Regions from separate parts of the Anser cygnoides genome. Here region 1 is linked to region 2. The links are chromatin contacts, called in public Hi-C maps. All regions are on one chromosome and are shown on one strand. Each heading gives the region's core, a stretch centred on a gene start, on an enhancer-like site or on the middle of the called end of the contact. The rest is flanking DNA. Distances are from core to core; before and after follow the strand shown. Region 1 holds the start of CACFD1 (calcium channel flower domain containing 1). Region 2 has its middle 100 kb from the start of COL5A1.

Evidence for each region. A called contact is a pair of places that touch in the nucleus more often than the background predicts.
Region 1: a Hi-C map of liver shows a contact between it and region 2, with 3 times the contacts expected there. The contact joins the promoter of CACFD1 here to the enhancer-like site in region 2. A contact is called at or near these places in 2 of 7 Hi-C or Micro-C datasets (both in liver).

What each region holds. Positions count from the first base shown.
Region 1 is chr20:4,440,318-4,444,160 of Taihu_goose_T2T_genome, reverse strand. It overlaps CACFD1 (calcium channel flower domain containing 1), which reads left to right and starts at 1,955. Exons shown (of 5, transcript XM_066980695.1): 1 at 1,955-2,369. The coding sequence starts at 2,246. ADAMTS13 (ADAM metallopeptidase with thrombospondin type 1 motif 13) reads left to right here. Exons shown (of 29, transcript XM_066980650.1): 29 at 1-493.
Region 2 is chr20:3,906,259-3,909,829 of Taihu_goose_T2T_genome, reverse strand. No RefSeq gene overlaps it. Among named protein-coding and RNA genes, the nearest start is that of COL5A1, 100 kb to the right of the region's middle. Within about 2 kb of position 1,474, at least 2 of the 3 cell types and tissues checked have open chromatin away from gene starts, as enhancers often do. A contact at or near this core is called in liver, where this site is marked.

The DNA of each region.
Region 1 (3,843 bases), core at 706-3,205, 530 kb before region 2:
GGACTAGACAATTGTATGAGGGCAAGTTGGTCTCTTGGCCCAGAAGGGCAGTGCAACACTAGGACAGGTCACCTGGAATGCTGATGGAATTGCCATCCTCAAATGTCTTCAGGACTTTGCTAGACCAACGCGTGAACGGCCTGGTCAAGCACTGGTGACAGTTGGCTTTGTGGGGAGGAATAAATGACTTCCCGAGGTCCCTCCCCAGCCCTCACGGCTGCGGTTCTGTTACTGCATGTCTGACGGTGATACCAGTACTTCTTTTCTATGGGAAAAATAAAAGAATTCTGTCTCTTAATGATGGGTTTGGTGCCAAGGGATATTTACTCAGATAATAGTAGCTGTGCTAATAATCTGCTTGTATCTGCATCTCAAAGGAACTGTGCACTGAGAGATTGTTGAGACTGCGTGATACAAGTTGTAGCAGGAAGAGGTATTTTAGAACAGTGACAAATATTCACTCAAGTTTGACCTAAATATATTTCTAAAGTTGTTGTGTGGTTTGTTTGTTTTATTTAATGTCTTGAACATTTTGAAGGATTCTCCTACTTCGGTACAAGTCCTCATCAAAATCTTAGTGTTCTGCTGAAGGGATCTTTTCCAGACCTGAAGCCTGGCTGGACAGGGCTGCCCCTACCCTTCACGCTGGATACAATAAACGGTTCTGCCTGGGCAGTTTTAATCCTACCTCTGCTTTCTTTCAGCTGAATTCTCTGACATCTTTTTGCAACCACAAAATCTTATTTTCTTCAGTCTTCTTAGTAATGGTTTTTGCTGGTTCCGCCTGGATTTTTTTGCTTGCCAGCCTCCAGATTTACGTTCCGTTCCTGGAAGAGCTAGAAAGTAGATTCTTGAAGCAAGATCCTTGAGGAACTGAATATATCAGCTGTCCCACTGCAGTGCGTGGGTGATACAGGCACTGGGCCTTCATTTCCTGTCTAACAGGAGACGTAACAGTAATGAAAAAAAAAAATCCTTTTCTTAATTCTTTTTTGTAACCTTTTAGCAGATGGGATCTGTCTTCCCACTCAGCTCTGGATCCCAAGTCTCACTGCTATTTTTTGTTCCAGATCAGCTATGCGGAGTCTCTGGTCTGCAGAGATGGGCTCTGATTACTGACCGTATGCTCTATGTTCATTTGCGAAATGTGCAGCTGCTGCCTTTATAATTTAAAAGAATTAAGGGTGTTTCAGTGTACCAGTTGTTCGGATACCAGCAGGTTGCCAACTGGGACATCTCTGATATGAGAAGTCCTGCTTCAACTCCCCTTTTCTAAAAACCTGATTCCATTCAGATTAAGGGGAGTGGTTTGCTTTTTCTTGAGGGCACAATTTTTGTAACAATTTTCACATTCAACTCTCATCCATTCAAAAATTAATTTCTCATTCCTCTTAGCATACACAGGGATAACAGCAGGTAGTGGTTAGGGGAAGCAGGACCCAGGGCTCCTGCTCTACTTCTGACTTTACTGCGTAACATTAGACAAATCGCTTCACCTTCTGCTGAAGCAAAAGCTCAGTCCTCAGAGAGGTAAAGGGAGTGAAGACAGAGGTAAGAGCAGAGTGCAGCCTGCTGTGTGCTTGCGTTGTTGGTACAACTGAGGCACGGGGGCTATGGATATAGATGGCTTTAAGAACTGAGGCACCCACAACGCCTCCCCCTGCGATTTGAGGCAAGAAGCTGTGTTATCAGCCTGGCCAAAACTTCCGAATGTTGAGGTTTGTGCGTCCAGAGCTGAGCTGGGAGGAGAGGCTGGGGCTCAGTCCCAGTCCCCGTGAGATGACGGGTGCCTTTCGGGGCAGACGCGTGCCCTCGCCCCGAGCGGAGCCAACCGCCCTGTGCACCCTAGGGCCCGCCATGGGCTGCATGCCTCCCCGCCTGCTGCTGTCCATGAATATGCACACATGGCTCTGCCCACTGGCTTTTTAATGAGCGTGACATCAAAGCCCTCCCTGCTGGAGGAGGGGACCCACAATGCAATAGGCAGGGAGACGTGGAGGCTGCTCCCCCCCGGCCGCTGGCATCGCTGCTGCAGGCAGAGCCCCTCCATTGTCAGCCCTGGGGGGCCCGGCCGTGCATGGGGGTGCGGGGAGAGGCCCACCGGCAGCAGGGCTGGGTTTAGGGGCTGTCTCCTGGCCTTGCTGGAGAGGGGGGGGGGAGTGTCACCTGGAGGGGCATCCCGCACTGCTGGGGCTCAGGTGGGGAGCGGGGAGCTGCCCCCTGACCCCCCGGGAGCAGGGGGGCCATGAGTTCTCAGGATGACCAGTTCCAAGCAGCAGCCCCTGAGCCAGCGGCTCCCTCCGCCGATGATGGCATGACCTGGTGGTACAGGTGGCTCTGCAGGATTGCCGGGGTCATCGGGGGCGTGTGTAAGTATCCCCTCCCTCGCAGCCAAGGGTTCCCCATCGGCTCTGCTCGTGCATGCAAAAGCGTGTGGCAGGGGTCGTGCCTGCCCGTCCCTGGGTCGTGTTTGTGTACGGGGAGGCGGGCCGCGGAACAATAGTTTGGGGTTGCAGGTTTGTGTCTCTTCTACGTGTGTAGTTGGCTGCGTTTTGGGCAGGAGGAAGAGCCACGATGAGCCCGAAGCGGGGTGATTTTAGCTTGCACGTGAGAGGTGTGCTGCGTGGTTGCTGAACTCGCTGAACTTTGGCACCTGGGAGAAGGGATGTCTCGGGGGGGATCTGCAAATCCTCGAGTTTCTTCTTGGATGAAGCTCATCTCCCGTCTCTGGGAGTGGTGGGAGCAGCAGCCAAGCCCCCGGTCCTGCAGGAGGGCCGTGGGCAGATAAACTAGACAATGGTTTTATTGCGAGCACCAGGACGCTCAGCGGGGTCAGGTGCAGGGTGTGAACAGGGGCCCTGGGGTTTGATTCTTCCATCCTATCTGACCGTCAGGTGTTTGTGTTCCTGCAACTTTCCTGTTCTGAACATCAGAGCATGTTTCCTTTCTTACTCCTGCCGTTTATCACGGAGGGCCTGGCTGTGTTTTTTGAAGGCGAATAACGACCTTGGTTAGTGTTGTGTGTTTTTTAAAGGGTTTAGTCTTGGACGCGCAGAAGATGGGAGACAGCGTACAGCGAAGTGAGTTGGCTGCGCTGTGAATTACCTGCTGCCGAAAAAAATTTTCCCAGGGAAAGAGTCTTTGCACCTTTGCCAGAAATCAGCTTGTCCCGTAGTGCTGTTTTGCTACATTCTGTGGGGAGATTAATAGCTCTTAAAAGCAGGAGGGACTGTTATGACCGCTTAGTCTGATCTCCTGCAGAGCACAGGATGGAGAATTCCTTCTGCTTCAGGTCCACGACTTCTAGTAAAACAAGAGTGTTTCTCAGCCAGCACAGTCAGCCCTGATTTATTCCCTCTGCTGTAGTGTTTCGTCTGAACCCTCTCTCTTCCTGCCCCCTTTCCATGCCTGTTCCTGCCTCGGGACTTGACTGTACAAGGCCACGGCGTTTCTGCAGCCCACCTCGTGTGCTGTGGAATCACTGGGCAGCCCCTTTAAAACCCTTTTTGGCTATGCTGGTAAAACGTAACGCTGCTCTCGCTTTTACATCTTAGGTGCCGAAATTCCAGAGGTGTGAAAAGTTTCCACAGGGCTGCTCTTACGGGGCAACACGTACCAGAGGCCTCTGGTGGAGGCGGGAGGCCTGGAGGCTGGCAGGGCCGTGTCCCCAGGGCAGCTCCCATGAGGGGGCCGTGGGGCGATGTCAGTCCCATGGGCTATGGCCTTGGCACCCTTCACGTGGCTTTGCCCCACGCACAGCTCGGGGGACGTGGATGGAGGGCGAAGAGCCGGAGGTGGCTGCGCTGCCCGCCTCGCGTGCCAGAGCAGCTCGCGAGGGGCTTG
Region 2 (3,571 bases), core at 225-2,724:
ATCGGTCTGGGAGCCACTGAGGCTTCGTTTTCCTGGAGCCGCAGGATCACGGAAAGGTTTGGGGTTGGGGTGAGAGCAACGGCAGAACCACGGGGGAAAGCCCAAGGCCGAGCGAAGCAGATTGTTCTTGCCCCGAGGAATTTCTCTTGAAAGAATTTCTGATTCCTCTGACAATTCGAGCTGTACCCACTAGTGACAGTGGGACGGTGCCACTTACAGCAGCTGTGTGATGAGTGCCATTGCGGGAGCCAGCCCCCCAGAGGGACTGTGCCAGCTGGGCGCACGGGGGTGACCCTGGGCTTTCTGGTGGGTTGGTGACGATGGGGTGACGCGGGCCGTCTCACATACGAGGACCACCCTTGGCACACCACACACCGTGGGCTGGGCTGGGCCAGAGCCACCGTGGCTCTAACTGGGGACATGGGCGCGGGGGGGAGCTCCGACCCTGGGACGCATCCCAAAAACCGGGACACAGGGCACAGCACGGAGCAGCGCGCTTCTGGGGTCATGGGCACCTCGCCACGGTGACAAGAGCACAGTGACAAGCTGCCCTCGGGCACGCACGTGGGGACAGCGTGCCGTTTTCCAGCCCCTTTGCCTCTCGGTGTCAAGTTGGTGCCTCTGGAGTGGGAGCATTGCCGTGCGGGGAGGTGCCGCCAGCCCCCAGCACCGTGCTCATGACGGGGAGCAGCGAGCGGTGGCCTTGGCTTAACCTGGATCCGTTGCCAGGTACAAACAAGATTGAACTTGCTCTTGGGTTTACAGCGGAGATAAATCCTCCCCGACGGCTACAGAGCCGGTGAAATAGAGACGGAAAATGGGTGTTTCAATTTGGTTAGTGACGATCTGTGCGCTCCTAACTTTGCCGCGATATTTTTTCATTTGGGAAGCCGGGGACGTGGCTGGCAGAGGGCAGGGGAGGGGGGGCAAAAAGGATGGTGGTGGCTCACAGGTGCCTGCTGCTCCCTGGTGTGGGGACACAGCCCGATGCCACCCCAGCTCCGAGTGCCGCCCCTCTGCTCATTTTTGGAGACTCTGGGGACCGGGGAGCACCCACAGGCCCTGGCCACCCAGCAGCCGCTCGCCTGGCCGGCTGCACTCGCGCATGGGATGGCTCCTGTTCCAGAGGCTGGTTATTTGTCTTGTTAACCTCCAGGCAGCAGTTTGTGTTTGGAGAGCAAATATTTACCTCCCTTCCTGAGTTTTTTTTTTTTTCTTTTCCCCTTCTCCCAGGGTGGAGCAAACTGGGCTCCGTGGCCAACGCTCGCCCTCGCACCACGGGTTGGCTGGGTCCCCACCACCCGTGGGCTCAACACCCACGGCTTTGCTTTGAACATCGGGCTTACTTCTATATTTAAAGCAGCTAATAACAAAAGGCAAGGCCAAGCCAAGCTGCCCACCGTTCTTTTTCTTTCCTTGCCATGTTTGCTGCCACCCCCCCGGGAAGCTGGGCGCCTTCCCAGGCTCCAGCTCCTGCTCTGGGGGAAAAGGGAGCAGGAGGAGGAGGAGGGTGGCACCATGAACTCGTTGCTGTTTCTCCAGCTCCAGCTGGGATCAAAGTGCCTGATTCCTTGATAAGAGAAGGTGGTTGTAAGGGAATGAAATGGTTCACACATGCAATGGCTTGGGGCTTTTGCAGCGTGGCAGGGCTGGCTACGTGCAGGATTGGCCCTCACATCGTGAGGAGCATGGAGGAAGATACAAAGAGGTCCAGAGTGCTCTTTTATCAGAAACCTCCTAATGCCAGATTTCCCTAAACCCTGAGCTCTTAGAGGTGTAGGATCGGGGGGGGCTTCAGCTTCCCCTGCGAAACACCATCCTGGTGCTCCGGGTGCGTAAGGGGGTCCAGCATGGACGATGCTGTGCCGGGGGGTGCGGAGACACTCTTGGAGCCGCATCCTGCTTGGTGGCACCAGGCTGGCCACTTAATTTCTGCGCGTCCCCAGTGCTGACAGAGATGGAGTGAGGTGTCGGCAGACTGTTTTGAAATCCTTAAGAGAACGGCTGTGATCCCCGTCCTCTCCATGCCTCGGCTTTGCAGCGAGGAGGGGCTCTACAAATAAATACAGACAGATGAGCTCTTTCACTGGTAATTTGTCACTTCATAATTGCCAAAGAAAAGCAGGTTAGTTTTCTGCTCCTGACCTCTCTCAAGCAGCCTTTTCACCCCAGCTGGCCCCGAGGCCGGGGTCGGGGTCCCAGGGGGCAGCTTTCCCCCCGCGCTGTTGCCGCAAAGGGCACCTTGGCCTTCTGCAGCAGTGACATTTCCACGGGTCCCCCTGCGCTCCCCATCCCAGTGCTCCTCACTGCGGGCCTGGCACGTGGGAACTGGGCTCTGGGCATTTCCCTGGTGGGACTTCGGGGTGTGCCGAGCCGTGCCATGCCATTCTGAGCTGTGCTGTGCCGTGCCATGCCATGCCGAACAGAGCTGTGCCATGCCATGCCAAGCAGTGCCACGCCAAACCACGCCGTGCCATGTCGTGCTGAGCCGTGCCATGCCAAACCAAGCAGCCCAAGAACAAAGGGCTGCTGCCCCCGCCCGGCAGCAGCTCCCCGGCCCCCGCAGCCCCCCGGGCAGCCTCGGGTTTGCTCTCCCCACGAGGCTCTCCCCCCGACCCCGGAGCCCGGCAGCTCCCCTCGGGAACCCCTGCAGCCACCTCATCCTGCCTCTGACAGCCCCTGCTGCAGCAAGGTGTGCAGAGCAACAAGCCACGGCACAAAACTCTGCGTCTTGAGGATTTAGACCTCATTTTTCCATCAGAATACAAACGCCTTTTTTTTTTTTTTTTTTCCTTGCAGTATGACAAAGGGTTAATAACAGGCTCGGAGGGGAGCATTGCCTAAAATGAGCGTCTTTCATTTCCAAAGCGCTCGAGATCCCAAGGCACAGGCGAGAAATACTAGCCACAAAAATTTCGCATCTCTCTCCCTTACAACACTGGCAGTGAAACCTTGTTTGGCTTTATATGCAAGATTTTCCATACCGTGCTCCAACGCAACTCCATTCCGCTAAGCCCACATCTTGTTTTTCTACTGACAAAGTGAGGTATGATTCTTGGCTCGGCGATTTTCTGCTGTGGAAGACTAAATGAAAAGATGCTTTTAAAGCTCATTCACTCAACACTCAACCCAAAACCCAGGGGGGGGAGGGTCAAATGGAAATTCATTAAAGTTATCAGACGGGCTTTCTGCTTTTGTGGTGGGTACGAGGCTGAAGAAAATTAAATGAAGACACAAGTGTTTGTTAGGATACCGTGAAAGGTAGAACAGCCCGATGAGTAAAACAGCCAAGTCATTTAATTTATTTTCTTACAAAAAGCTCATGTTTGAGTCATTGTGATTCCTGAGGACACAGCCCTTGGTGTTCATTTTGTCTGGATCTTTTAATTTATGGCATAAAAGCATCCTGCCCTGCAATACGGGCAGCTGCATGCTTCTCCCCGGCAGGGGCTACCTTGCAGGAGCTTACAGCTGAGCCGGGGAGACGGAGACGAGGGGGAGGATGAGTGGCCTCGCTCAAGGCTGGCCAGCAGGGAAGGAGCGGGAAGGCTGCTCCCAGCCAGCCCCAGCC